Regions from separate parts of the Mus musculus genome. Here all the other regions are linked to region 7. A link is a contact called in public Hi-C and HiChIP or PLAC-seq data. All regions are on one chromosome and are shown on one strand. The core of a region is the stretch at or near the end of the contact, and the rest is flanking DNA. Distances in the headings are between cores, read along the strand shown.

Region 1 (4,141 bases), core at 307-2,806, 430 kb before region 7:
TATAACTGTAATTTTGTTACTGTTATGCATCATATAATGTGTTTCCCCGATGGTCTTAGGCTTCTCCTGTGAGAGGGTCTGTCAAGTCCTAAGAGGTCACAACCCACAGGCTGAGAACCTGTGGTGTAGTTTCCCTGATTTTAAACTGAATTGAAGTGATTCTGGTGGGAGCTGAAAAGAGCCTGGATTCATCCAGGGTTAGAATGGCATGGGAGTTGGGGGTGGGGGGTGGGGTGGGGGGGTGAGGGGGTGAGGGGAGGTGGACGGGATCAGGAGTTGGAAGGGGTTAGGAGGTGAGCTCGCTTTTCCACCCTTTGGCTTGTGGAATCCTCCTTCAGAGGCTCAGACAGAGGAATGGATCCTCTCTCTGGAACCTGGCTGAAGAGATCTACCAACACTGGCTGCTTACCTCTAATCGAGTGAGGTTTGTGTGTTTGTGTGTGTGCATGCTGCACAGTGTGCGGATGGAAAGGGAAATGTGGTCATAGGCCATGCCCGTGGGGAGGGCAGTATATGGATACAAATGTGGATTTCAAGGTGATAGCCCGGGGGGTCAATAGCAATGGGTAGAAAACCACCAGAATCCAGAAGAGAGACAGGACCGATTCACAAAGTCTCAGAAGGAATTAACCTTGCTAAGACCTTGGTCTTAGCCCTTTAGTCTCAAAAGTGTGAGGCTACCTTCCTGCTCTTTAAGCCACCCAGTCTAGGGTGCTTTGTTATAGCAAGCCTAGCTAAGCAACACCCATGGGAATGTTGGAACTTTCTGGAAACAGGTAGAAGCTTCTTCTCGGGCAGGCTGATTGGCCCTGACTACCCACACCGTCCTATTGTCATTGCCAATCACGTTTTATTCTGTGACCTGTGGTCTCACTCAGCCCTAGATCTCCTGTATTTCTCCAGTGGAACATTGCCTTGCTGTTGCAGGCTGTGTAAGTGGGGGCCAAGAATGGAGCTCTTTGTTTAGAAATTGCGTGGTGTACCTAAATAACAGCTATGAGCATATGGAGAACTTTCAAGCCAGAGGCGTTTCAGAACTAGGCAAGGGAAGAGAGCCTTCATTTGTCAAAAAGACATTTCCTGTTCAGATCCATCACAATCTTCCCTGCAGCCTCCCTTCCTGTCCCTCCTCCCCAACCCCAAATATATAAGAGGCAGCGTAGGCCCAACAGGATGTTAGAAGAAGTGGATTAAAAAGAAATAGCACATCAGATAAAACGGGGGAAAAAAAACCCCAAAAGACCACTACAACCTCAGTTCTTTCCACTTACTTAGGCATGAAATTCCACCTGCCAGCTTTTCCTGCAGACTGCTAGATTGTATGTAGTGGTCTGTATGCTTACACCCCAGCTCTGAAGCAGGCAGAGCCAGGTTCAAGGTCCACTCCAAGCCAGCTTGCTCCAAGGATGAGGTAGGGCTGGCTCTCCAAGGTGATCTCCAGTTCAGGCGCCCTGGATGCTGGCTGCTCAGTTCCCGTTGCTGATGCTCCACAGCTTCAGAGCTCCTGGCTCTGGAAAAGCCCCATTGGAATGAAAACACCTCACTGGCTGCCAGGGAAGTGGTGAGGGAGGCAGTGAGTGAGCGAGCGGGCGAGCGGGTGAGCGAGAAGGCAAGGAGGCTGTACTTGCTCATGTGTGAGAAGGAGGTGACTCCTGGGTAGTTCATATCCTGGTTTCACACCCCATTTACAGAGTGTCCCACAGATTTCTCTCTTGTCACCCAAGCCACAGTCCTGGGAAAGCGCCAGTCTTCCAGTTGCTTCTGTCACAGATAGTCATGGCTTCATGGTAGGCCTTAGTTAAAGGGAATTTTTAAAATTAATCTTTTCAGGTTAGCATACAAAGTAATGGGCTCATTATCGAATTTTCTTTTCTCTTTTCCTTATTCATTTTTTATATCCCTAAATGTTGCCGCCCCCCCCCCCCGCCCTCTTTACAGATTTCTTGCCCCATCTTCCCTCTCCTTTGCCTCTGAGAGGGTGCTCCCTTCCCCCTTGCCTGGGGATCAAGTCTCTACAGGATTAAGGGCATCTTCTCCCACTGAGGCCAGACAAAGTAGCCTGTGCTACATATGTGCTGGAGAACTCAGACCAGCCTGTGTATAGCGTTTGGTTGGTGGCTCAGTCCCAGGGGTCCAGGTTAGTTAACACTGTTGTTCTTCCTATGCGGTTGCCACCCCCTTCAGCTCCTTCAGTCCTTCCGCTGGCTCTGCCATAGGGCAATTCTGTCCATTTTATCCTTTTGTTGGTTTCTTTGTGAATGTCCTATCATGCCACCCAGTCCCATTCACCACCCCCTCCCCTCGTACCTGCCGCCCACCCTTGCAACCTCCCCGCAACAGAGGAAAAAAAATCTCTATTGTGTCACAGTGTGTCCCATGGTGTACCCTTCAGCCTGCTTCTTTGCTTGTGAATGTTCATTGCAATGACTCCTGGCTCAGGTCGGAGGCCTCTGGCTTCTGCGACTCTGTGAATACTGGATCCTCACGGAGACTTCTCTCAGGCATCCTGATGTTGCCCTGTGTCATGGAGATGCTTATTTTTGCATATGTAGGACCTGCTCCTTCATGCACTCCAGCAGTTCATTGGTAGATGTTGGGGTGGGCAGGCCAATCTCAGAGCCCAGGAGCTGGGCCTGGGAGGGAGCTGAGCTGGTCAGCCCATCCTTATGGTACTTTTGTATATGTGATATACGTTTTTTCTTCTTTTGTTCAACTCCCCTACGCCCTCCTATTCCCTGGCCCCACACTGCCCCTCCCCCCCAGCTCATTTCTTTTCTTTCCACAGTTAGACCATGCTGTCGTCTTTGTGTGTGTGTTTAAGAGTTATCTATTTATTTCATGTATATGAGTACACTGTAGCTGTACAGATGGATATGAGCCATCATGTCATTGCTGGGAATTGAACTCAGGACCTTTGCTCGCTCCAGCCCTGCTTGCTCTGGCCCCAAGATTTATTTATTGTTATATGTACGTACACTGTAGCTGTATTTAGATACAGCAGAAGAGGGCATCGGATCTCATTAAGGATGGTTGTGAGCTATCATGTGGTTGCTGGGATTTGAACCAGGACCTTCGGAAGAGCAGTCAGTACTTTTAACCGCTGAGCGATCTCTCCAGCCCTATGTTGTATTCTTCGAATATGTTCCTTTACCCTATCTCCTACCTCCCTAAAGATCTCTTTCTCTTCCTTTTTACAGCCCCTCTCAGTTTCGAGATACACACACAATTACTTTTAATTTTTGGTTTTTCATACAGAAGCAAACACATGGGGTTTGCCTGTCTGAGCCTGGGTTTTTTTCTCCTGACATAAAGATGACCAGTTGCATCTATTTTCTTGAAAACATCATGCTCTCATTTCTCGTCATGGTTTGTGTACACACTGTGTTTTCTTTATCCACTCATCTGTTGCTGGACTCCTGATGTGATCTGTATCAAAGCTACTGTGAGTGCTATTGCTGTCATGGATGTGCAAGGATGGGCTGATGGGCACTTGATCTGCTCTATATCACGGCTGCTGTGAGTGCAATTGCTGTCATGGATGTGCAAGGATAGGCTGAGCTGCTTTCCTGCAGCAGCTTCGGAAGGGGAACTCCCATGTCCATCTGTAACTGCAGCTAGTCCCCACAGTGACAGACGTGCCTAAGGATATGTACATCCTTGTATAACGATGACCATGTGCTTTCAAGGATGACAATGTCTGGATATACCTTTTGACAACTCTCTTTATAACTGCTAATTCATAGCGAGATTTAGAACATAAAAATAATAGTCATAATCCCTAATGCTCAATTTAGAATGTGCTTCCCCACATTCCCCTCACCCCTCTGCCCCCCCAAAACCCAAAAAAACCTGTGCACTGGGAATGTCACCTCCAGAGCAGCAGCATGAAAGGGGGACTTCTGTGAAGTGCTTCAGCCTCAAGGACTCTGTCTTCGTGAATGGACTGATGTGGGTTTTAGAAGGACCGGAGGATGAGAGTGCAGACTTTTACTCTCACTTTCTCTTGCATGTTCTCTTGCCTTTTGCTGTGGGTTGGTGCAGCAGGAGGACCCATGCCAGGCAGGAGCCCGTTGACCCTGGCCTTCCCAACTTTTAGAAGAGTGCTCTTAAAATCATTAAAGTACATTTGTTTATTCAGCAT
Region 2 (4,140 bases), core at 922-3,421, 480 kb after region 7:
ACAAACGATGGCTTCAGCTAGCTTCTAAGAGGTGAGGATAAGGATCAGCCGGGAAGGAATGTTTAACGCGCCTTGAATCACCCCATCTTCCAGGTGTCACACTGGCGTTTCCATGATCAAGGGTAATTACATCTAGAAGATACCAAGTTAGTACCTTAAGAGCTCTAATTAGAGCCAGATCTGAGAGTTCGGGATTAAAGCCAAATCTAGAGTTGAAGAAGTATATTTCACTTTTTGTCTCACTTTAAAAAAAAAAAGTATTTTCATACCACTTTTACCCCAGCTAATTTAGTAAAATGTGTATGTGTGTGTGTGTGTGTGTGTGTGTGTGTGTGTGTTTCCTCAAACATGGAAATGTAGATAACCACTCAAAGAATATTTGGTGCTGAATCCTAGTAAATAATAATAATAATAGGTAAGGCTACTGTAGACCCATGTGAAGTGTTCTGCCCAGTACCCATGTAACCAATCTTTCTGAAACCTGACTATTTCCTGAGATGTCCTCCTCCCAGCCTTGTTTCATCTTTATAAACCTGAGTGGACTTTCTTTTGTCTTTGGACAGTTGTGAGATGAAGCAGCCATTATTTCCCTAACATCTTCAAAAAGAGAGAAAAATGTACGGCAGTTCTTAAGGACAGAGAAAAGGTTTCAATCTTCAAAGCAAAAAAGGACTAAATCTAAATATAATGTTAAGGCCAAAGCTATTAAATTAAAAACAGAAAAAAAATTGGCTGATTTGTTTGACTTCATAATTTTGAGGGGCTCAGTTTTCGTTTTACTCTTTAAAATGTACCTTGAAAGATATGGATTCCTCGGTTCTATGGGAAAAGCATAACTCTGTTCTCAGTGATTTTCTCTCAGCCTCATTAAGAGTGCAAATCAATTACCATGCAAGGGAACTCATGACAGAGATGGATAGTAGGGGTGCTGTGGACCAGGCACCAGAAGAGACTTCTCCTGAGCTTGGCTTGGAAGGACACATGAACTGTGTCCCCCAGAGCCCACGTGGTTCATTTGCTTAAGCAATGAAACAGAAATGCAGCCAGCTTGATGGGTTATTCTGCAAAGGTCTGGTGGGTCCAGCACTGAAGTTTACTTTCTGGACTCCCCATCTGCATGGTCTGCATAAATGGTCTGCATAAGACACCTACCAGGAGAGGTGAAAACTGTGCACTTGATGTTGGTCTTATTCGGAACATAACATTTAAAACTTGCGCTTGCTCATATACAACACGATGACAGGACTTTATGGTTGAGAAAAACACACCATAGGCATATTAACCTTGTTTTTTCTAAGGGACCTAAGAGTTTAAAAAATATATCACATAGTGACCACAATTAAATGTAGGATGTTGAGAAACATTTAAGAGTAGTTTTCAAGAGTTCTTGTTACAAAAAATTAAAAATGTGAGGTGACACATACATTAGATAGGTAGTCACTCCACAATATATTTTTACACATTTGAAATACATATGCTATATATGTGTGTGTATACATATACACATATGCATACTATACATGTATATATAATGTATTATAATGTATATATAATATATACATAATGTTATGATAGTAAGTACATCTAGGCTTATTAACCAATGTAAAATAACAAGTATAAGTTGTCCTCTCATTTAACTGAAGAAGCGGTGTGCTCCGTGTTTCAGACATTACTGAGTGCTATATACAGAGCAAGATGGGAGATCTGCAGGATTGTTAGTCTGCCACCAGTATCTGACCTTCTGGAAGAAAAGCTTGTATTATTGAACAAATGATACTGTGATTTCAAAGAAACTTCACCAGTTTAAATTACCAAAAATTAAAAAGGGATGCCAAGTAACAGTGAAAGCAAGCCTTCGGGAGAAGCATATTCCACACTGGAAGGAAGGGCTCATACAAGCCTATATTATTTTTAAATTTGATCTCTTATGTTTGCACCCGTGACATTTTTTCCTGTTATTAGATTTAATTCTTAACACGTGGGAGATACTCTTTCACAAATCACGGCAACAAAAGAAAAGCGCTTCATCCAGCAGCAAGTGTGGCTCCTTTCTATTCCTCTCTTTCCTCACAAAGCAATTTTCAAAGGTTGATGGTCATGTGGGTTGGGAGTCTTTGACAGCATAGCTTCTGATCAGGGTGGGGGCGGGGCTTGGGATTCAGTCTTTCTAATAATGCCAAGTGCTGCTGCTGCTCCTGCTGCTGCTGGCCTGTGAGTCACACCGGAAGCGAGGACGGAGAGTTGCTGGCTGCTTTGTAAAAAGCAGAGCTGTGAATAGTCCTCAAGTGATGAATAAATGCCTCGCCAAAATCAAGTGAGACCCCACTGCTCTGCGCCAATAATTCTGGTTCATTAATCACAGTCCACTTATAGTCAATAATAGCATAGCATGGAGTTTATATGAGAGTGATAAAAAAAATGTAGACATCAGAACTGGTGAAATAAAGGATTCCATGAATCAATCATTGCCTTGTTCCGTGTGCGATTGTTCCAAAGGCAGGTTACCAGGTAATGATAGAAGAAACCAAGACTTACACAGAGCATTAAGAAAGCACACAGACTCTTGCTTCCGTGCTTCACCTCTCCCCTCCTACCTTCTCTCCTCTCTCCATGTGGCCATAGCTGGCCTCTGCTTCTCTATTCTTTTCTCTCTCTTTCTGCCTTCCTACAAGAAATGCCTTAAAACCAAAAAAGAAAGAAAGAAAAAGAAAATGAAAGCACACAGAAAAGACAGCTAACTCAATCTTAGATGTGATAACTTCTTCCCGGTCATCACTATTCATGTCCTATCCAGACACTAACAAGTTTACACCTGTTAAACCCAGGGAAATACTTTGGCCTAAGTCAAGTTTCAAAGGGATACATTCAGCAGGCATTCCTTTCTGCCTATGGAGCTAATGCATGCATAGTTTCCAGTGTTGAACAATAGTTCAGTATGTTCTTGAAAACCAGGACAACCTGGGACTTGATTTTATAAAAAAAAAAAAATTATATACAAGATTCAAATGTGTCTTCTTAGAACAATGTCCAGAATCACAAAATACGCTGTGACCATGGTTACTCAAGATGCTTGTTTGTGTGCTAGCTAAGCAAGAGCACGGGAATATCCATGGTTGCTCTTTTCTCTTCATCCCAAAATTTCCAAGTAAACAGAATTTTTATTTTTTTTACCTGTTTTGCCTTTAAGTCATTGACCTAGATATTAAAACTCCATGCAAAAAGCAGCAGGGAATTCTTAACCAAACCAGGCATCTAAGAAAATCCACACATACATGCATACATACATACATACATGGGATACATACATATACATGGGTGCACGTAAGTTATCCTAAATATCTGTTACTGAAACTTTCGTGAAAATGTTTAAATGTCTTTCTATTTTATATCTACCCAATGCAATGGGAAATTACTGATTACAATTTCATAAAATGTATCTGAATTTGCCTCTTGCTAGTGAAAAGTTTACATAATGTGGTGGTTTGAAGGAATGGCCCCCTTGGACTTATGTGTTAGAATGCTTGGCCCAGAGGAGTGGCACTATTAGGAGGTGTGACTTTGTTAGAGGAAGTGTGTCATTGTGGAGGTGGGCTTTGAGGTCTCATGTCCTCAAGTGTGACAGTCTCCTTCTGCTGCCTGTAAATCAAGATGTAGAACCCCCAGCTCCTTCTCCAGGACCACATCTGCCTGAGAGGCACTTTGCTCCCCACCGTGCCAATTATGCAACTAAACCTCTAAAACTGTAAGCCAGCCCCAAGGAAATGTTTTCCTTTATAAGAGTTGCTTTGGTCATGGTGTTTAGTCACAGCAATATAAGCCCTAACTAAGACACATAGTAAATTCAAACTCTTAAAAGAAAGACACCTTGAAATTGCCGTGTGCACATTTGAAGGCAAAGTCAAATCACTTTTCTGTGTGGTTTTGGACTTGTATGTACACACATATGTGGGTGTGTGCACACAGGCAAGCAGGTGCACATGAATATGTGTGTGCATACAGAGGCCATAAGTTGATATTGCATGTGTTCTTCTGTCACTCTCTACCTTGTCTTCTGAGACACAGTCTCTTGCAGAACCTGGAGTGTGCAGTTCTACAAGACTCCCTGCCAATCATCACTAGGGAGGCCACTGTCTCCCTCTA
Region 3 (4,200 bases), core at 1,142-3,641, 400 kb before region 7:
GATGAATTCTTACATGTTTCCTAAGAACACTCCACTACTCTTAGTAGTTTTTGTATACTACTTTCTTCAGTCTTCACAGTAACATTGTGTTAGACTTTCTGTTGAGAGAGTGACTCGAGGGAGGAAAGACTTATTTCTTTCCTAGGATATGTGGCTTCAGTCTATACAGTGGGACAGATGTGGCATCTTGTAAAAGCTCACTTCACTGTAGCCAGAGATTAGAAAGACACTGATCACAGTTATGGGCTTTTTTCTTTTTCCTACTTATTCTATCTGGGTCTTTAGCCTAGGGGATGATGCCACCGCACTCAGGGTTACCTCTTTATTCTTCTTTGGAAGTGGCCTTGCAGACACACTCTTCAGTGTGTTTAACTAATGTAGGCCTTTCTCAATTCAATCAGTTGATAATAAAATCACTGTGGTGGTTAGGATAAGTATGGCCCCTATCAATTCATGTGTTTAAATTCTTGGCCCATAGAGAGTGGCAATATTAGGAAGTATGGCTTTGTTGGAGGAAGTGTGTCACTTGGGAGGTAGACTTTGAGGTCTCATATATAAGCTCAAGTTTCATCCAGTGGGGAAGGGAGCCTCCCTCTGGCTGCCTTAATATAAAGATGTAGGGCTCTCAGCTCCTTCTCCAGCACCATGTCTGTCTGGATGCTGCCAAGCTTCCCACCATGATGATAATGGACTGAACCTCTGAAGCCAGCCCCAATTAAATGTTGTCTTTTAATAAGAGTTGCCTTGGCCATTATGTCTCTTCACCGCTTAAATGACTTCCTCAAGGTCAGCCATGCAGTCAATAGATCTTGAAACTGGAGGCCCCAAAGCAAACTCCACAAGCTTAACTGCTATGTAACTGTGAAGAACGTAGCTCCTCTGGCTGAACAGCTCCTGGAAGCGATTCTGCTGAGGAAGAAGAAACTTCTGGAAAGTCTGCTCCTTCGTTCTGGCTCACTTCTGGCGTTAGCTCAGCAACCTCTGTTGACTTTTTACCTTCTGTCTGCAGTCGCCGTTCCACCAGGCAGATGCTTGATGGTCCAGAATTACTTCTAGGTTCAAGAGGTTATTTTCGTTCTTTCTGCTACTTCTAAATTAGAGCTGGGAAACCTTGTTCTCTTATAAGGTTGAAGAAGGCAGCCGTGTATGGAAACGTGAGCTCTTTTTTTTTAATATATATACTTTTTATTAGGTATTTTCCTCATTTACATTTCCAATGCTGTCCCAAAAGTCCCCCATACCCTCCCCCCCCCTGACTTCCCTACCCACCCACTCCCACTTCTTGGCCCTGGCATTCCCCTGTACTGGGGCATATAAAGTCTGCACGACCAATGGGCCTCTCTTTCCACTGATGGTCGACTAGGCCATCTTTTGATACATATGCAGCTAGAGACATGAGCTCCGGGGTACTGGTTAGTTCATATTGTTGTTCCACCTATAGGGTTGCAGATCCCTTTAGCTCCTTGGGTACTTTCTCTAGCTCTTCCATTGGGGGCCCTGTGATCCATCCAATAGCTGACTGTGAGCATCCACTTCTGTGTTTGCTAGGCCCCGGCATAGTCTCACAAGACACAGCTATATCTGGGTCCTTTCAGCAAAATCTTGCTAGTATATGCAATGGTGTCAGCGTTTGGAAGCTGAGTATGGGATGAAACCCTGGATATGGCAGGCTCTAGATGGTCCATCCTTTTGACATAGCTCCAAGCTTTGTCTCTGTAACTCCTTCCATGGGTGTTTTGTTCCCAATTCTAATAAGGGGCAAAGTGTCCACACTTTGTTCTTCGTTCTTCTTGAGTTTCAAGCGGGAAACGTGAGCTCTTAACCTCTAAGCTTATAGCTAGTTCCCCTCATGAGGGTTACTATCCAAAATGTCATGATGTATTAGCGCTTCTGATAGTGTACATTATTTATCATCTTTTTCAATCTACTGCACACCAAAGCTAGATACATAGTTTGTTCTCCTGGGACTGATCAAGTAAGCATTGCACCTGAACTGGTAACATTAAACAAACAAACAAGCAACCATACATATGATCTACTAGTAAAGCAATCAAATGTGTCATTTTCAAATCTCTGTAGGAAGTTTTATATCAATTCTCTTTGTCAATCAGTAGTCAGTTGTGTGAAGACCACAGTCTAGGTGGTCCTGTTTAGTGGACTAATTAGCCAAGTATGGTGTTAACTTCAACTGCCAATTTAACACAGCCTGGAGTTATCTGAGAGGACAGCCCCAATTGAGAAATTGCCTAGATAAGTTTGGCCTGTGGCCATGTCTATTGGAGATTATCTTTGTTATTAATTGATGTAAAGGGTCCGGCCTACAGTGGGAGGTGTCATCCCTTGGCAGGGATGAACTACATAAGAATGCTGGCTGGAATATAAACTGGTTTGTGAGCCAGCTGGCAAGCATCACCATCCATTGTTCCTACTACATGGTCAGAGGTATTGCTGCTGCGTAGAGTAGCAATTAGGTCTGCTTTCAACTTCCTGATTGAGTTCCTCCCTTGACTTCGCTCATGATGGTTTGTGATCTGGGAGTGTATGCTGAAATGAACTCTTCTACATTCCTCTTGGTCAGTGTGCTTTATCTTAGCAACAGAGGTGAAAACTACTGGTTTTATTTTTTATTATAACACAAAGAGCCCACAGCTATTTCTAATTTTAAAATGTGTGGCAACTCTTCACTTTCAACATTGGGAAACAATGGCATGCATTATTGATTCTTAATATTAGAAGTTCTGCAATGCATAAGTAATTTGGAGATAATATCGCTTAGGTATGGTTAGGGGAAGGGAAGGAAGGCTTCCAGATTTTCTAAGGCAGCTGACTGTTGGCTTTTTATTTTGCCTTATTTTATTTTTATTTCCATATGCCTAGCTCCAGGGAAAAGTTATCTCTTTTTTTTTTTTTTTTTTTTTTTTTTTGGATGTTTGAACTTCCTGAACACATCTTAGTTAGGATAAATAGGTTTAGTGACTTGAGGCACCCTCAGGGGCTCCATGTTACAGAATTTTAACATATCCTACAGTTTGGAAAACAGACCTATAATAAGAAAATGCCTACTGTTGTCTTGGGACCTCATTTGCAACACGTTCCTCACATGCTTGCAATTTGGGCAGGGTTCATGTGCCAAGGTGTAGGACGAAAGATAACCAGACCCAAAATAAACCAGACTGTAGGACGAGTCCTGAATTTTAATGTGCATTAAAAATGTTACACCATCCTGGGTCTACACTGGAAGGGAGACATAAAAGTAAAGGTGATATTTAAAGGCCTGCTTCACTAGCAGGTGTTGTAGTGCAGTAAAGGCTGACAACACCTGAGCTAGCAGACACTCACTCACCACAGACTCATCTCTAAAGCTCTGGGTTCGAGAGGGAAAGGGCATGCACTCTGAGGATAAATGACCTGGGTTTGATTGGGTTGGGGGTGAAAGAGATACTTGCTCTATCTGTGCCTCTATCTGTGATTTGTTTTTCTTCAAATCTGTACAATAAAGATACCTACATCATAGGGTTGTCTCGAAAGTTATTTGGCAAACAGGGTAGATAGGGAATTGATAGGAATGACTGTATGGCAGATGTTGGGCTAAACTCATGGTTTTCAACCTGTGGGTCGAGATCCTCACAGGGGTTACATATCAGACATTTATATTACGATCCATAAGAGTAGCAAAATGACAGTTATGAAGTAGCAATGAAATATTTTTTACAGCTGGAGGTCACCACAACATGAGGAACTGTATTAAAGGGTTGCAGCCTTAGGAAGGGTGAGAACCACTGGGCTAAACCACTAACCTTTCATTCCCAATCCCCCAAAAGCTTTTCACCAAAGAAGCTACAAAGGAAAGCTAGCATTCTTTTCTTTAAGTTACCCTTGCAGCCTGGATGGGGGTGTGGAGGTGAGAGGTGGGGGAGGTGACCAGCTGAATGACTCTAGGCAAACTACTTAGATAGTTCTAGCCAATTACTACAGTTATAGGCAATGGGATGGAAGAGAAAGTCTACAGGACAGATTTCCAAGATAATTTTGCTCTCTATCAAAGGATCAATTTCAAGTGGTACCCTCCTTTTTTTTTCTTGCTTTGACTATGGGTATGATGTCCAGAACTACTGCAGGCATTTATCAACCATAAGGTGATGAGCAAATTAGAAGCTGAATCTTATCCACAATGGCCCTGGCCTCTTCATGCTGAAGAAA
Region 4 (4,217 bases), core at 205-2,704, 500 kb after region 7:
AAGTATCTAAGGCCAAGATCATCTGGAAGAATTGATGTTAGCTTCAAGTGTTTATGTTAAGCAAAGTTGAAGTGGTGAAGCCAGCAGTGTCCTCTATGGTGACAAACCGTACTGTCTGCTCACAGAACAAATGGCCTATCTGCCATGAGATAAGGCCCTTCCCTCAGGCAAAATGAAGTGACAGCTGAGAGAGAGGACTCAGGTCCACGCAGTTGCCTCTACTTTACAGACTTGATTTTTCTCTCAGCATCAACGTTCCTCTCCTTACAGGTCCACTTGAAGTCCTCTCCTATTCTACCCACAATTAGTGAGTTCTTCTCTGCATTCCTGTAGCACACGTGGCTCCTAGTCTCACCAGCTTGTCCTGTTTTCTTTATAAATTAACTTTTTCCTTGCTAAAATAAATTCCGAGCTCCTGGAAGGCATGGCTCCATTTTCTGCTCTGTCTCTCACGTCTCTTCATAGTCTGTTGCCACTGCCTAGTGGATTAAAATAAAGTTAGAGCCGAGACTTCTGGGTTATCTACCCAGATTTGTTATCTCAGAACTAGAGAGATGGCTCAGCAGTTAAGAGTATTGCTGCTTTTGCAAAGACCCGGGGTTCAGTCCAACATCTACATGGCACTGTGATGCCACAGATAGTCATAACTGCCTGGGACTCCAGTTGCAGAGCATCCAATGTCCTATTCTGACCTCCTTGGGCACCCAGCAGGTACATGGTGCATTTACATACATACAGGAAGATATTCATAGACAAAGTAAATTTAATTATTAAAAATTTGAAAGACATGCTTTCTCTTCTGTCTTGGATATAGAACTAAACAAACCTCAAGAAATAAAGGTTGGTAATTATGACACTTCCTATTTATTCTAATAAGGCCTCGTGTGTGTGTGTGTGTGTGTGTGTGTGTGTGTGTGTGTGTGTAGGGGAGGTGAGCATGCATGTCTCTTTGTGTGGGCATACATATGAAGGGGTATCAGTGTCCATGTCTCTGTGTGTATGTGTGCATGTAGGGATGGTATGAGTATGCATGTATGTATGTGCATGTGTGTACATGTTTGCATATATGTTTGTGTGTATGTGTGTGTGAGTATGAGTGTGAGAGTGTGAATGTCTGTGTGTGTATATGTGCTTGTGGGGCGGTGTGAGTCTGTGTGGGTGCATGTGTGTGCATGTTTGTGTACATGAGTGTGTGTGTGTGAAAGAGAGAGTATGTTTGTATATATGAGTGTGTGTGTGTATGAGTATGTTAGTGTACATGACTATGTGTGTGCATGTGTAAGAGTATGCATGGCTGTGTGTGCATGTTTGTGTATATGAGTGTGTGTGTGTGTGTACCTGTCCTTCTGTATTTTCCTTCTATTTGTAATGAGTCTCAGTGGCTAGCAAAGGCACACACAGAGAAGGAACTTAGGTCCTGATGTCACGTATAGAGGAAGCTACCCCACACCAGGAGCCTCGGACTTTGCCTATTACAAAATCAAAACGTCAGCACATTTGGAGCATCACATCCGAGTGGCAGGGTGGGGGTGGGGGTGCTTGTTGTAGCAGCCCACAGTGGCTTTGCTACTTCTTGTAATTCTAGCAGAGAGAGTCTGAACTGATATTACTGCTCAGCTAGGCCACAAGGACTGAATTTTGTAGTTTCTGGAAAGTGAAAGTGAACTAATTTGGTAATTTTCCGGTGTATAAAATATTGCTAATTATGTCAAAAACATCATTCAGTTTGTTATAAGAGCAAGTCACATAAAACTGCCGGCTATTTAGTAGGCACCACTGAAGGTCCGTTCAGTACATGAGTATGTTTATTTTGAATTAGATTTTAGCAAACAGAAGCGATATTTCAAGAGGCCATAAAAACAGAATCCAAATGTTTTGCATTTGTTCTTAAACTTTAACTATAGTAGAAATTCTTTGAAAATATCCTCCTGAGTGATGGCTACCGCAGGAGAGCTTGATAGGACTTAGGCAAATTAAACAAGACAAAGCAGTAACTTTTAGAAAAGATTTTTTTTTTTTTGGTATTCTCAGACCATCTCTCCAGGTTGAAGTTTGGAATTTTGTAGATTTTTAAGGCTTTACAGAAGGCCAAGAAGTGTCTAAGTGAGAACATGATCGTGTCATAGCTATTTTAACAAATCTATTATTCTTTCTAGGCTCATTACTCAGTCTGAGGGAATGTCGTCTGGTTCGCCTGGTTTTGATCATTAAAGGCAGACTGCTTACCTACAAATATGGGAGAAACAGGAATGCTTTTGATTTGCTGAAATCACGTTTAAGTGAAGGAACAGTGTTATCCTCCAGGGGTCAAGAAAGTTTACAGGGCACAGTGGCCTCTCCTGCAGCATACGGGAAAACCCAAGCCAAAAGCAAAACCCCAGATAAAACAAAATTTAATGAAGCATGTGCTTAAAGTCTGACTAAAACTTAGACATCTGAGTTCAGATGATTTGGGATTAATTTTAGACAATTTGTCTTCTTAAGTAAGCATATTTATTCCTATTGTACTTAACAGCCCAACTTCATGTGAAAAGTTTAGACATACAATTTATTCATATAAATATATAATATATATGAATATATAATAATTCATCTCCCAAATATAGTTTTTCATTTTCAAAGGTGCTAATGTTGTTTCTAAAATAAACATTCTATAGAGTTTATGTTTACCCCTATTTTGTATCTGAAAAACAAACAAAAGCATAGCAATATACATATATATGTGTGTATATATATGTGTGTGTATATATATGTATGTGTATATATGTGTGTGTGTGTGTGTGTGTGTGTGTGTGTGTATTTTTAAAAAAAGATTGTCAAAACAAGGAAAAGAAAGTCTTCCACACTTGCTACTCTGGTCTAACATGAACTAGTAAGGGGTTAGAAGGAAAACATTTTATGTTAGTGAATTTTAAAAAGACGTAAAGTGTTAAATAGGATGAAAACATAAAAATGACAAATAGATAAATTTTTAGTCTTAATGGAAGGTATTTGTGAAATGGAGGCAGACAGGGGTTAACATAGAAATGAGTCTTTTTATCCTGTCTAGGATTTTACAACGTTACTGTGTATTAATTGTGGCCTCAGGATTTTTGAATTGATAGCGTTGAGTTTACACCCTGTGTCCATGACTTATTCAGTCAGAAATCATCATTGGTTAAATAAAAATTTACACAAACAACAAGTGAGAAGGAAATGATTAAAGTTTTTTAATATAAGCATGGCTTATAGAAGATGATGCTAAATAAGTTGATGGATGTTCTAGATACTACTAAGAAAAAAGTACCCATGTTCCATTCACTGGATGAAGCATAAATGGATGATTAATGGGTGAATGTATAGATCATGGATAGATGGGTGATGGATGAATGATAAATGGATGGATGGATGGATGGGATGGGATGGATGGATGGGTGGGTGGGTGGGTGGATGGATGGATGGATGGATGGATGGGATGGATGGATGGGATGGATGGATGGATGGATGGGTGGATGGGATGGGATGGATGGATGGGTGGGTGGGTGGATGGGATGGGATGGATTGATGGGTGGGTGGGTGGGTGGATGGATGGATGGGTTGATGAATGTTGGATGGATGATCGATGAGTGGATGATGGATAGGTGAATGATGGATGGGTGGATAGAAAATGGTGGATGGATGATGGGTGAATGATAGATGGACAGATGATAGATGGATAGATAGAAGATGCACAGATGCATGGATAAAAGAGAAAAAGAGAAGATAATTATTAATCAAGATTACTGCTACTTATATTATTGAGGATTTTGGAAGGTCTGAAAAAGTTAGGGTCAAAATGGACAAGTGGGCAATGTACAAGATATGAAGGAGAGAATATAAGACAAGCCATCTGGGTTATTCTCTATACCCTCCTCCAACCACCAACATGTGAGTAATGTAATTGCTGATAGGGCTCAACAATGGCTGTGACCCAGCAACTGGGTTGTCCCTTCTTCTACCTCCATTACAGATGTATCCTCAGACCAAGGGAATTCCCCATGTGCAAGAGGTAGACTATAAGCTGGAGTGGAAAATTACTGTGAGCCATGTAACATCCCAGGCACCTCCTGAGTTCATAGAGAGATTGTGGATGCCTCACTGAAGACACTTGTCATCTGTTCATTACTCCAAATGCATGAGTAGCAACGACTGGAACTAGGTACACACAACAGCACTGTGAACTAGGTACACACAACAGC
Region 5 (4,410 bases), core at 912-3,411, 340 kb before region 7:
AAAAATATAAAAAATAAATGATAGCATTGCTGTGCTAACCATGTATTCCCTCTGACATTATAGGATACAACATGCTTTTCAAATTATTTCTAGTCAATTCTTCTGTTTCTAAAAGTCTTAATTTTTGATATTATAATCATGTTAATTCTCATTTCTATTTTTTCCATTCATACTCTCTGATATACTTCTCTTTGCTCTTTCAATGTATAGTCTCTTTTAATTGTTGTTACACACACACACACACACACACACACACACACACACACACACACACACACTCACATGTTTTCATAGGCTAACCATTTGATACTTGATAAACAATTGGTGTGCTCTTTCCTGGGAAAGACTACTTTTCCCACTTTCACATTCCTTAGTTGCCTGTAGTTCTTTGTGTAGGGATGGACGGAGCTCCTGGACTTTGTCCTGTCTATGTTCGTGTGTCTATTATAATGACAAGTTTACCCTCATTCACCCCATGTTTAGGCAGCCATGTTAGCAAAACTATGGTGGTAACTTCTGACATTCTTACGAGATTCAATCTCTCAATAAATTTCCATTCCTCTGGCTCTGAAAATCTTTCTGCTTTCTCTTTCACAGTGTGCTCTGAGCCTTAGGTGCAGGAATTGTGTTGTAGATGTATCAGTTTTGACTGTGTGCCACAACTCTGCGTTTTGAATGGTTGTGGTTTTCTGTAATGGTCTCCATCTGTTGCAAAGAGAAGATTCCTTGGTGAAGGATGAAGAATACACTTATCTGTGAGTATAATGACAAATATTTAGAGTGCAGTTAGAGATTACACTGGTTTATTTAGTAAAGTAGCAGTTAGTTGTCGTTTCCTTCAAGGTTCATGACTTAATAGCCCTGGATGACTGGCTAGGTTTCTAAAACCTAGCATGATTTTCCTCTTGGTGAGTGTATTTTAAGCCAGATTAGAGAACTGTTGGTTGCCACCAAGGCATGTGTGCCACTATTGCTCCCTTAGGGCTATTGTGCTGTGCAGTTCACTATTGTTTATGGACATAATAGCTGGGTAGGACTGTTGTCTGGGTAGGACTGTTGGTTGCTTCCCTTTTTTGGATTTCTGCATGATGCTGTCTGGTACCATGAAAGCTATTTCTCAGAGAGGAAGTTTTCAAGTCAGTTCCAGCTCAAGGTCTCTGGATTTGCTTTCATGCACACATGGTGTCTTCAGAAATGGACTTATCTTTCTCTCCTGGGAGGCAGGCAGGAGGAACAGCAATGTCCTGTAATGATTTGGGAGTCTCTTGGACAACCCTGACTAACAATTCAAATGAGGGACTTCACATGCTTGGTATTAGGGTTTCTTAAAGATTTATTCATTTCATTTATATGAATACATTGTAGCTGTCTTCAGACACACCAGAAGAGGGCATCAGATCCTATCACAGATGGCTGTGAGTCACCATGTGGTTGCTGGGAATTGAACTTAGGACCTCTGGAAGAGCAGTCAGTGCTCTTAACCGATGAGCCACCTCACCACCCCGGTATTAGCGTTTCTGTTAGATGGTCTTTGGTTAGATTGGCACCCAGGACATTTACTTAAACTGTAAATGCATATTTATATCCTGACTTATGTGTATTTTTAAAATATTTTAGGTAGATAGTTAATAGTATGACCCCTTTCCTTACTTTTCTAGACATCATCAGTGTTATTTTACTCTCTTCCCTTCTTCTGTATTTATCTCCTTCCCTCCTCCCTAATTAAAGCATCCCTATTGTCTTCCCATTTCATCATCAGATCACTTCTGCCTTGCTATTCCCCTCACACTCCAGGGATGGTCCTGATTTACTTTCCTGGTTTCTATAGTTACTTCAGGATATGGACTCCTATCTGAAGATTGGAGCCTTAGAAGAGAGAGAACACATCTACTGCCCCTGACCAGATGATCGGAGCCTATGCCTTGTCTTGAATATCAGTTCTGAGGATGCAGAAGACCTGCTGTCTCTTCCTGGGTATCAGTTCCCAGAAGACTCTGAATTTCCAGTAATAAAAACCAAGATGGTAGTAGTAGGAGTAGTCTGGGACAGAATTTGATTTTTTCCCCCCTCAGTCTAATTATTAACCACCTTCCGGAAAATAGAAGGCGGTTGTTCCCATGGTAACAAAAGCCCCATGGCCAGAAAGCATTCAGCACCCTGACATTTATAGCAGGCTCTGCACTGTGCCAACTCGCTGATGCTGGAAGCCAAGAATCGGGACCCAATATGTCTTCCTGGAAGGAAAATTTTACTTTCCAGTTCTTCTTTCTCCATAGTTCTTCTAAAGGATTCTGTCTGGTGCTGTCTTATTTGTCTTCCAGCTACCTCCTCCACCCCCGACCCCTTCCCCTACATCCCAGTGTCTGCACATTTCCAGAGCTAGTCACATTCTCCGTGCATCATCCTGTGTGAATCTAGATTCACGGTCCTCATAGTTGTCAGTGAATCATTCAAGGTGCACTTTTAGCTCACAGTTGAATAACGCCAGAGGAATAAAAAAAGATTCTATTATTAATTCTCTTGAGCCATCCTCTGGGTGACTTGTTATCCAGAAGTCACACTCATCTGGCTGCTCTTTATTTTCCTTCATTTAAAAACAGCGAAACACTTCTGAGTCTGTTCATTCCATTTTGATTGCTTCTAATGATGCTTTCATTGTTTCAGAGCCTGCGAGTGAGCACCGTGCCTAGCCCACTTGCAGATTCCACCCGTTGCAAATGTCACGCTATTATTAGTATCTTCAGCTCTCCTGAATAACCTTATTTATATTTTATGTGAGCTTGCTCATGGCTTGCTTTGTCTCTTCAGTGTCACATGACACTGAATGCTGTGGGCAATGGGATACTTGGCACACACACACACACACACACACACACACACACACACACACGAACACACACTCATTCTTGTATGCACACATAGACATGCACACACATACACATACACATACACATGAATCAAAAAAGACAAATTTGCTGTGTCAAGGTGGGAAAATGTCATGCATTTCACAAATGCCCATAAATAATGGTATGGAGCATGGTTTTATCCAGAAAGATTAACTCCCCAGCTCCTGCAGAGAAAAGCTTGCCGTTTTCTTAGCTCACATACACATAGGTTGTTACATATAATCATAGCTCACATGAATTGGTTCATTCTCCTCTCCCCCTCCCCCTCCCCCCTCTCCCTCCCCCCTCCCTTTCTCCTCCTCCTCCTCCTCCTCCTCCTCCTCCTCCTCCTCCTCCTCCTCCTCCTCCTCCTCCTCCTCCTCCTCCTCCTCCTCCTGCCAGGCTTTTTCTATCATAGGATTAAGAAGGAGAACATGAAACCATGACCTTCAGTAAGATGAAAACACACTATCTCTCCTTTCCTCCTGGCTCTACCCTTAGAGTGGAAGAGGGGTCTTTTACCAGAAGATACAACCGAATTTTTAGTATTAATTGAAGTAAATAGACATAAATCTCTTTGTGATAGTGTGTGACTGAAAAATTATGAATCAATCTGGGTCATTTCAGAACCTTTGCCTCCTATAGGCGATGGAGGCATGTCTAAACATTGCTGGTCATAGATACTGGAAACAAAATTATATCATGTTTAGATATAGGGCACAAAGACTCTTCACTAACCTTCTGCCTTTTCTTACCTGGGAAACTTCTAGGCACATCTTGGTTTTTTTGTTTTTTTTTTTTTTACTTTATTTTTTTTCCATTTTTTATTAGGTATTTAGCTCATTTACATTTCCAATGCTATACCAAAAGTCCCCCATACCCACCCACCCCCACTCCCCTACCCACCCACTCCCCCTTTTTGGCCCTGGCGTTCCCCTGTACTGGGGCATACAAAGTTTGCGTTTCCAATGGGCCTCTCTTTCCAGTGATGGCCGACTAGGCCATCTTTTGATACATAAGCAGCTAGAGTCAAGAGCTCCGGGGTACTGGTTAGTTCATAATGTTGTTCCATCTATAGGGTTGCAGATCTCTTTAGCTCCTTGGGTTCTTTCTCTAGCTCCTCCATTGGGAGCCCTGTGATCCATCCATTAGCTGGCTGTGAGCATCCACTTCTGTGTTTGCTAGGCCCCGGCATAGTCTCACAAGAGATAGCTACATCTGGGTCCTTTCGATAAAATCTTGCTAGTGTATGCAATGGTGTCAGCGTTTGGATGCTGATTATGGGGTGGATCCCTGGACATGGCAGTCTCTACATGGTCCATCCTTTCATCTCAGCTCCAAACTTTGTCTCTGTAACTCCTTCCATAGGTGTTTTGTTCCCACTTCTAAGGAGGAGCATAGTGTCCACACTTCAGTCTTCATTTTTCTTGAGTTTCATGTGTTTAGGAAATTGTATCTTATATCTTGGGTATCCTAGGTTTGGGGCTAATATCCACTTATCAGTGAGTACATATTGTGTGAGTTC
Region 6 (4,354 bases), core at 1,622-4,121, 370 kb after region 7:
GTAACAGCTAAAAATTTAAACTCTCAGTGTAAGTCACTGAAAACTCTAATTCAGCTAAAAGTGAGCCTTGATGTGCCTGAAAACATGATTATTTCTAGTATGACCCTTATAAGAAAATACAATCCCCTTTTTTTATGATATAAAGCACAGGTTAGTAGGGCAGACTATCTCTGGGTTGTTCCCACATGTGTTGTCTGTGTATTTTCTAGTGTAGAACTACAGAGCCAATAAACCAAGTAGTGCTGACCACTTGGGGCTACAGGCTCAAAAGAAAAGACAGTAACTCTCCCAGATTAGTGGAAAGGACTGACAGTCGATTCTACTCTTTCCCACTGAAACCATCCAAATTGTGGGCCAAAACTGTCCATTGTGATTCAGAACTGATCTGGGAAATTAAATATTACACAGAGATAATCTTTTACATTTTGTTTGGGCGTTTTCCTGAGTACAGTTGTGAGATTTGTGTTCAGAACTTAGAACTCTTGTTATTTGCTCTCCGTTGAACACCTGCTCCGTCCCAGGTCAGAGTCAGGTCTTGAAATCAGGAAGCCAAAGAGGACACTATGTGTCTGTCGTTAGGGAGATCAGCGTTTTGAAAAAGGTTCATTGATGAATATGAATCATTTCATTATAAGATTCACATCACTGAGAGCTTGTGCCCTGAGAGACTTTACTTAGTGAGGCCTGGAGGGAAGACTGCGAAATCAGGCCACTGTTGAAAGACAACAAGAGATGAGACGTCTTTGAGGAGGGAAGAGTCAATTGAAGCACAGGGATGGTTTTAGCATAAGTGAATATTTGCAAACATAAGAATAAGCAAGGGAATCATTTGAAATGAAGCTGTCAAAGTGGCAAAGGACCATCTTATGCCAAGGAGTGTGGGTCCTTTACTGGGCACAGCAGGCAGCCGCTGAAGGGTTCTAAGGAAGTGTCACAATCAAATCAGTCATTTAGAAACTCGGTTGTTTAGGGAAGATACATTGTTCTGAGGAAATTATGGGGATAGGATAAGAGATGAGACCATTGTGGGGGGGGGAAGACAGGAAAAAGAACTGATTGGTTTGGCAATATCAGCACTACGTGATTGTGCGTACAGTCGAGGACTATATAATGCTTATATGGGTGACAGGAAAGCTTGCCCATGTCTTCTGAGAAGCAGGTCTGCACTAGTAGAGGGAACGTTTCAATTCTGCACACAGTTGAAGCATAGCCCTGAGTCCAGCTGTATGGGAAGTGCTGCGCGGGATCTGATGATTTAGCCACTATATATGTTTCTAGAAACTTGGGCTTTGAGAAAAAAAGACAAAATGATGTTCTTTCTTCTTTATTTGCCTATTCAGAACTTGGCTTGTCTGCTAGGTAAACAAATCTCAGGTTAAAGGTGACTGAAGTTCAGCTTAGCATTTTCTCCTTCATGCACATTTTAGTTTTCCTGTCTGTGCCTGAGACTGTGCCAAGTAACTGATTGTCACATAAACGACAGTGGCTCCATACACAAGCCATGAGTCATACCGGGATTAACTGGACTTACCCGCGACCTAAAGCATACTGACGCAACTCTAGAACTATTTCACACATGCTAGCACTTCAGGGAATTCCATGGCTTATTAATAATTTATAAGACTACTAAAATGTAGATATTGACTGACATAATTCTGTCTTCTAAAGTAAGATATATATATATATATATATATACACACACACACACACACACAAACACACACACACATATATATGTATATATAAACCTGGCTCGGCAGAGTCTTTAGTGTACGTTATATAATTGGAAATTACTAAATAAGCAGATTATGAGCCCCTTTTCTGCATCAAATCCTACACTCATCTCCCCTACCCACAATGTATGTATCTAATACACACACACACACACACACACACACACACACACACACACACACTCACATACACACACACACACATACACACACACACATACACACACACATTAATGCACACATGCACAAGTGCCCCCACACATATGCATATACATGTGCACGAGAGTACATATGTCTCAGTGTGTGTGTGTGTGTGTGTGTGTGTGTGTGAACTCCATTTATCTGAAGATCTCTACCCAAAGCATTCCAAAATGAGATTCTGGAGCCTTTCTTTTTTATTTTTAATTTATTCTAAGCCTTCTTTCTGATCATTGGCTGAGCCATGATTCACTCTCAGACCTGCCTGTCTCCAGAACCCAATGTTTCATCTTCCACATTCGAGTGTGTTCTACTAAAATTGTGCTGGATCAGTGCTACTCAAAGCTGCCAGTTCATAAACTGTTAGCGATCCCCCAGGAGATAAAAGAATGTCTTCCAGAATATAAATGAACACCTTACTTCCTTTAAGGGAAAGTAATGTTATTATTAAAAAATAAAATCGTGCCAGTTGTAGTTGGCTCCTATTCTGTCGAGTGTCTAATTACTTTGCTTCAGGCCAGCTGCACATTGGTAAGAGACACAAGTCCAGTGCACACATGACTGGCGGTGCACTGAGTCATCCTACGACTGCCAAATTCACCTGACTAGGCTGTCCCAAGGAAGCTGTGAACGAAGATGCCAAGAGCCCATAAACACATCACAGCCGACAAATGTCACTGAGGAAGAAGCAAGTTTGAGTGCATTTGAAAATTTTGAATCGGATTGCTTGAGTCTTCGCTTCTCTCATCTAAAACTTGAATTCCAGTGAGAATGGCAATCACCCTAGCAAGAACAAATGCGTGGAGTATGTGGAGAAAAGAGAGAACCCTAATACATTTTCAATGGGAATGAAAGTATTAGTCCATTCACTGTGGGAATGAGTATGTAGGTTCCTTAAAACACTAAAAATAGAACCATTGTATGATACAGCTAGACTACTCGTGCATGTATGACTCAAGGAGTCAGAGGCCACGTACACTAAAGACTCCGCCGAGCCAGGTTTCTAACAGCACAATCGCAGCAGCTAGGTCTGGGTGTCCCTCGGTAGCTGAATGGATAAAGACAACGTAGCGTATATACACAGTGGTATATTATGCAGTTGCAAAGAAAAAATGAAATCACTTTGTTTCTATAAAAAATGTGTGGTTCTATCTCCAGGCTAAGCCTTATTCCAAAAATCCAGAGATCACACATTTTCTCCCATTTGTAGAATCTCCATTTGGAAACCAGACAGGAAGGTAAAAGGTGACTGGCCTGCATCCATTCTGCTGCTCTGAGGAAACTCTGAGCAAAAGCAGCTTAGGAAGGAAAGATTGGGGTTTTTGTTTTGTTTTGTTTCGTTTCTGTGTTTGTGTTTTTTGCTTACACCCCCAGATCACAATGTATCAGTGAGGAAAGTCATGGCAGGAGCTGTAAACAGAAGCCTTGATGGAATGCTGAGGGTGGGCTGCCTTTTGGCTCAATGCCAGACTCAGTCTCAGGTGGCTTTCTTATGCAGGCCAGACTTGCTTCCTTAGAGAAGTAGTAAGAGAGACCAGAGAGGCTAATGATAGGTAAATATTGTCAGCATAGTTTGTGCATATCTATGAAAATGTCACCTTGGGAGCCATTATTTTGTAATTACACCAATACAGGAATTGAAGTAAATTCACCATACTAGAATTCCTGCTCAGGGGGCGGGACTTCGATGTGGTCATGGAAATGTGTTTTCCATATATACTAATTTTTTAACTCATAAGTAGGGCTTCTTTAACTAGCCTTTAAAAATACTGTCTTTAATTGATAGTAAAGTATGCTATATGTTCATATCATACTCTAAAATATGATAATTTATTTTCACTTTCTTTTGGATGAAAATTGGAACTCACCCTGGAGTTGGGGGAGGGGGTGTAGTACAATTCACGATTTTTTACTGTTTAGTAAACTGAAGTTCTGTGAGCTAGCAGACTAGATGCATGGACTTAGAGCTTCAGGCCTTGGTTAAATCTTGGCTCTACACCTTGCTGAATTAGTGTGATGTGTAGTGAGTTATTCAATGTCTTTTGCTTAGTTTCCCCTTCGGTGACATGATGGTGTTATAGCACAATTCTAGGGGTTTTTGATGATCGAGTTAAATTATAGAAGATGGTTTGGACACCCATCAGAACATGGAAATGACATGCATGTCAGAAGTGACATACAGATTTCTAGACTGTGTTTAGTATCCATATTACATAAGGGTCCCTATGACCTCTTGCCTCTCCCTGCAAATGGTGTCAACAGGGCGTTGGGCTGGAGAGAAAACAGTGCTCTTGCAGAAGCATGTTCTTGCATGTTTTTGCATGTGTGGTCACTGATACATTTTACATACAAAGGATCTGATACGTTCTCTGTAATTAACAATTTAGAGGATAACCATGCTCTTGGAGGCGATTGATTTAGTA
Region 7 (4,065 bases), core at 1,317-3,816:
ACAGTGGAGTCCAGTGCTAACTGCTAATGGAGACTGGTGAATTCTCTGGCTAACCCTCAAGCCACCTTTTTTTCTAAGTATTTCTTTTTTGAGACAAGATTTCATAGAGCTCACAGCTCTATGTAGCCGAAGGTGACCTTGAACTCTTGATCTTTTTGAGCTCAGGCTGGCCTTGCATCTACTATGTAGCTGGAGATGGCCTTGAATTCTTGATCTTCCAGCCTCTAACTCCTGTGTGATAGGCTATAGGCCTGTGCAACTGTACTCATCCCCAGCTTTGTTTCTGAATTTCTGCTGGAGCTGCTCACATATTCCTGGAAGCTGGCACCTGACTGAGAAGCCTAAACTTGCTGGATTGAGCATGAGTGTGCAGTAGAAAGTGGATAAAGAGAAAAAATTATAGATTAAATAACCACACCCATGTGGTACGTGGGTTGTACAGTTTTGCATTCTTTCCTTTCCATCCTTTCACCATGAGTAGAGAAGTACAATTTAACCCATATGCCATTTTAAAGTCACCTTCTAGTAAGTCATAATCAGACGAGAACTTGAACATGACGTTAGAAGCAGAAACCAACTTGCTGAGAAATCATCCGGGCTTCCCCCAACAGTCATTTGAGTGGGTTTTTAGAAAAGTAGAAAATTTCCAATTCTAGACAGACTCTGGTTTTCAAATCTTTCCCATAGTCCTTCAAATATTGAGTCTTAGGTCCAGCTGCTCTCCTCATTATTGACATACTTTGTCTTGTGCCCTGGGAAATCAAAGTTTCATTCCAACCTGGATATAGATAAGGGCCCACTAAGTCAGACATAACTGTGAGGCAGGTTTGGGGGACTGGAGTTGGTAGCCATCTGCACACCCTAGAAAGATGCAGCATTGAAGATGATTAAGTGGAGAGAGCAAGGAAGGAACTGTCAAAGACAACATCTTTCTGATGTGTATGGTGATTTCACGGTGGACCTCTGCAGCTGGTGTGTGTGTCAGGGGAGGAGGATGAGAAAGGAGCTATAATAGACTTTGTACAGTGACTGGCTTGAAATTAAGAATCCCTATTAGCCCTAGCTCTGCCGGTGAAGTATGAAGCCTAAGGCATGTCAGTTCCCATCTTATTTTAAAAGCAAATAGATGAAGTAATTTATGCATCGATCTAGTGCTCTTTTCTTTGTTAGAAACTTCGTGATGAAACAGAAATGACACATTTTAGAGCAGAAGAGATCTTACAGTTGTATGCTCTATGGCCTGGTCTAGTGATATTCCTTAGTTTCTTATTCATAAACGGAAGAGAACAAAGGCCAGAAAGTTGTTATAAAAGGACAGCCAGCATCACAAACACTTTCCAAGGTTCCAGAATATAGATGACTGTAACCAGGAAGATCACCATATCCAATGGTGCCATGACCTAGTCTGAAATAGACACATGTTGGAGAGTGACAATTGCTGTGACGAGACTCTATGACTACCCAACTCTTATAAAGGAAAACATTTAATTGGGGCTGCCTTACAGTTTCTAGGTTAAGTCCATTTTCATCATGGCAGGAAGCATGGCAGCATCTGGGCAGGTGTGGTGCTGGGGAAGTAGCTGAGAGTTCTACATCTGGATCTGAAAGCACCAGGAAGAGAAAGAGACACTGGGTTTGGCTTGAGCATTTGAAACTTCGAAGCTACCTCCAGTGTGGCACACCTCCTCAACAAGGCCATGCCTCCTAATAGTACCACTCCCTCTGCACCTATGGAGGCCCTTTTCATTCAAACCACCACACAGGGGGCAGTGCTAGATTCACTTCTGTCCCTGGTGATAAATAGCCTGGTGTCTATGTAACTAAAAATAAAATAACGCAAACCTCTGGCTTGGTCTTTGAATAGAAAACTGATGCCACAGGCTTAAAAACATTATCAGCAGTTTGGGTTCCATTGCACCATATGCCTCAATCCAACTCTGTGGCCTGGAGAACGTCACTTGGAGAACGTCACTTGGCCCTCTTGGCTCTGCTAGGAAGTTCTCCTAGTGGAGGAGAAGGCGACAGCATGTGTCTGGCTGCTTCAATCCTGCCCGGGAAGTGCAAAGCCCCATCGGCTTAAAGGGATTGAAGAATGACTTCTTTGGATGATCTTCCTGGCGCTCTTGGACTCCTGTGTTGAGAACTGAGGGGTGAGGATTAGGGAGAAGCTCCAAAGACATTGGCTTAAGCTCATTGCCACTGTTTTGGCCAATTTAAGCACGTGTAGGAAAAACAGAGAAATAAATCCATATGGTATTACATTTTCACCAACAACGAACTACTCCTGTTTATAAGAAAAATGACCTTTAGGTAAATTTGATGCCTGGGAATCACCTGAAGAAAGATTATTTTTTTGAAAGCTGTTGTGCCTGTGTGAGCCAAGAGTACTTCACGGCTATGAATTTGACAATTCAGTCTCCACAAAGCAACTGTTTGATCCTAGCAGTGATTGGAACTCTGTCCTCTAGAGGGCAGGAATGTACCAGATTTAAAGAACATGGAGGCTTGCACTGTGCTAGGGAGGAGCCAAATGCCCTGCTTACACTGTGTGAAAGAGGAAGGGAGGGAAAGAGATTACCCTAAACTAGTCTCTTAGACTAGGAACAGTAGGAAATCTTGTCTTGAATATTGAATAAGGTATTTTTAAATTGATGTGTTTTATTTTTTTTTTTCTTGGTTTATCTTGGCTTTCCTCTGCACCAACCCAGCTGGTCCTTGTTTTCATTTTTGTAGTTTTGTTTCGTTTTTCTTCAGATTTTGTACTTTGTATTCTAGGTTGGACATGAACTCACTATGTTGTTCAGGATAACCTCAAATTCCTGATGGCCCCGCCCCCACCTCCCACATGTTGGAATTATATGCATGTACCCACCACGCCCAGCTAAGAAATTCTTACAATGATTAAGCACCTTTTAGCTGAGACATTAACAGTAGAAGTAAGTTTCCTTGGCACAGCCCTTTCAGAGCGTGGGGAGACCAAGCCTGGAGCAGGGAATGGTGTCTTTTAACTCATTCTACAGATCCTGAGTAGCCTAACACAGGAGGATGCTCTGCAGATTAATCAGAAACTGAACATAAAAAGATCACTTGGGATGTTAAAACATAAGAACTGTCAGTCAAGATCTCTGGGATTGGCAGTCTGAGAGTCTTAGAAGGCCTTTTCTCCCATGCCATGGCTTTTCAGTTAACCCAGTGCTAGATGCTCTTTGTCTCCCTTGGAGAGAAATTGCCTTGAGAATATGCTTCATGTTGGCAGAGGGATTGCACAGGGAGGTTTAAACAGCAGGCTGCCGAGAGTCCAGGACATGTTGAGGCATAACCTGCTGCCGGTGGACCATGCTGCTCCAGGCGTGACCTGGGAGTTACCGGCAGAGTTTCACACCATTGTTCCTGCTGCTCTGCTTGCTCTCCAAGGAGAGGAAGGCTTACACCACAGCTTTCCCAGGGTCCAGACACTTGCCAGCAGCTGACCCATCAGGAAATGGCCTCTCCCCTCTTCCTTCCCACATTCCTTCCTTCCTGAGCTTCCCCAGTCCAAGGTGTGGCCGCGCGCCCAGAAGATCTGCTCTGCTTGATTGACAAGCAAACAAAACCTTCCTCTTAGATAAGCAAGATCACAGGTCTGTAGGAAATCTATTTGTTTCTGGATGGAGCTTGTCTGCTCTCGCTGTCTCAATAGCTACAGTGCTGACTTCATAGTTTCTTATCATATCTTTAGGATGTGTGGAACAGTAAATCCTAAAACAATGAGCTCTGCTTTGTAACATTTTTTTTAACAGGCTAATTCACAGTGAAATACTACACTTTGTTCTACAGAGTTTATGGTGGTCTCCCTTGGAGTCCTTAGCCATTTGTACTGTGCAATAAGAAAGACTAGAAGAGAGATTTCCTTTTTGAACTTTCTTTTTAATTTAGTTCTTTAGAAATTTGTTATTCCTGACAAGAGCTGGGAATTCAGGAAAGGGTGCCCCTTGCCACTTTTGGGGAGAATCTTTTTAACACAGATGCAACCCAAGAGAGAATGACAGAAAACTGTGCAATATTTTGGCTCAACAAGGTTGTCCC

The links. Hi-C and Micro-C count contacts between places; a contact is called where the count stands out from the background. HiChIP or PLAC-seq counts read pairs in DNA pulled down with a chosen protein or histone mark.
Region 1: a contact with region 7 is called in a Hi-C map of cortical neurons, with 4 times the contacts expected there. The contact joins two enhancer-like sites. A contact is called at or near these places in 58 of 484 Hi-C or Micro-C datasets (the AML12 cell line, B cells, ECoMG myeloid progenitors and 35 more), 6 of 115 datasets of contacts at active chromatin or transcription factors (embryonic stem cells, extraembryonic endoderm stem cells, large pre-B cells and 2 more) and 1 of 9 other capture datasets (embryonic stem cells).
Region 2: a contact with region 7 is called in a Hi-C map of cortical neurons, with 4 times the contacts expected there. The contact joins two enhancer-like sites. A contact is called at or near these places in 7 of 484 Hi-C or Micro-C datasets (adipose-derived mesenchymal stem cells, bone marrow-derived macrophages, cortical neurons and 2 more), 3 of 115 datasets of contacts at active chromatin or transcription factors (SST interneurons, embryonic stem cells and trophoblast stem cells) and 1 of 9 other capture datasets (embryonic stem cells).
Region 3: a contact with region 7 is called in an H3K27ac HiChIP or PLAC-seq map of heart atrium, with 5 times the contacts expected there. The contact joins two enhancer-like sites. A contact is called at or near these places in 3 of 115 datasets of contacts at active chromatin or transcription factors (embryonic stem cells, extraembryonic endoderm stem cells and heart atrium) and 1 of 9 other capture datasets (embryonic stem cells).
Region 4: a Hi-C map of bone marrow-derived macrophages shows a contact between it and region 7, with 12 read pairs. The contact joins two enhancer-like sites. A contact is called at or near these places in 4 of 484 Hi-C or Micro-C datasets (adipose-derived mesenchymal stem cells, bone marrow-derived macrophages and epidermal suprabasal cells), 2 of 115 datasets of contacts at active chromatin or transcription factors (embryonic stem cells and fibro-adipogenic progenitors) and 1 of 9 other capture datasets (embryonic stem cells).
Region 5: a Hi-C map of cortical neurons shows a contact between it and region 7, with 4 times the contacts expected there. The contact joins two enhancer-like sites. A contact is called at or near these places in 4 of 484 Hi-C or Micro-C datasets (cerebral cortex, cortical neurons and forebrain).
Region 6: a contact with region 7 is called in a Hi-C map of bone marrow-derived macrophages, with 19 read pairs. The contact joins two enhancer-like sites. A contact is called at or near these places in 1 of 15 datasets of contacts at CTCF or cohesin (the NIH/3T3 cell line), 3 of 484 Hi-C or Micro-C datasets (bone marrow-derived macrophages, embryonic fibroblasts and embryonic stem cells), 5 of 115 datasets of contacts at active chromatin or transcription factors (the NIH/3T3 cell line, T-cell acute lymphoblastic leukemia, embryonic stem cells and 2 more) and 1 of 9 other capture datasets (embryonic stem cells).

The regions. Positions count from the first base shown.
Region 1 is chr13:111,392,011-111,396,151 of GRCm38.p6, reverse strand. No RefSeq gene overlaps it. Among named protein-coding and RNA genes, the nearest start is that of Gpbp1, 96 kb to the left of the region's middle. Within about 2 kb of position 1,556, at least 13 of the 459 cell types and tissues checked have an H3K27ac peak or open chromatin away from gene starts, as enhancers often do. A contact at or near this core is called in brain, cerebral cortex and cortical neurons, where this site is marked.
Region 2 is chr13:110,490,897-110,495,036 of GRCm38.p6, reverse strand. No RefSeq gene overlaps it. Among named protein-coding and RNA genes, the nearest start is that of Gm32990, 76 kb to the left of the region's middle. Within about 2 kb of position 2,171, at least 43 of the 459 cell types and tissues checked have an H3K27ac peak or open chromatin away from gene starts, as enhancers often do. A contact at or near this core is called in cortical neurons and neural progenitor cells, where this site is marked.
Region 3 is chr13:111,368,297-111,372,496 of GRCm38.p6, reverse strand. No RefSeq gene overlaps it. Among named protein-coding and RNA genes, the nearest start is that of Actbl2, 120 kb to the right of the region's middle. Within about 2 kb of position 2,391, at least 3 of the 459 cell types and tissues checked have an H3K27ac peak or open chromatin away from gene starts, as enhancers often do. A contact at or near this core is called in heart atrium, where this site is marked.
Region 4 is chr13:110,468,973-110,473,189 of GRCm38.p6, reverse strand. No RefSeq gene overlaps it. Among named protein-coding and RNA genes, the nearest start is that of Plk2, 76 kb to the right of the region's middle. Within about 2 kb of position 1,454, at least 14 of the 459 cell types and tissues checked have an H3K27ac peak or open chromatin away from gene starts, as enhancers often do. A contact at or near this core is called in bone marrow-derived macrophages, where this site is marked.
Region 5 is chr13:111,308,337-111,312,746 of GRCm38.p6, reverse strand. No RefSeq gene overlaps it. Among named protein-coding and RNA genes, the nearest start is that of Actbl2, 56 kb to the right of the region's middle. Within about 2 kb of position 2,161, at least 39 of the 459 cell types and tissues checked have an H3K27ac peak or open chromatin away from gene starts, as enhancers often do. A contact at or near this core is called in cerebral cortex and cortical neurons, where this site is marked.
Region 6 is chr13:110,598,693-110,603,046 of GRCm38.p6, reverse strand. No RefSeq gene overlaps it. Among named protein-coding and RNA genes, the nearest start is that of Gm33045, 26 kb to the left of the region's middle. Within about 2 kb of position 2,871, at least 34 of the 459 cell types and tissues checked have an H3K27ac peak or open chromatin away from gene starts, as enhancers often do. A contact at or near this core is called in bone marrow-derived macrophages, where this site is marked.
Region 7 is chr13:110,966,717-110,970,781 of GRCm38.p6, reverse strand. No RefSeq gene overlaps it. Among named protein-coding and RNA genes, the nearest start is that of 4930526H09Rik, 65 kb to the right of the region's middle. Within about 2 kb of position 2,566, at least 130 of the 459 cell types and tissues checked have an H3K27ac peak or open chromatin away from gene starts, as enhancers often do. A contact at or near this core is called in bone marrow-derived macrophages, brain, cerebral cortex and 3 more, where this site is marked.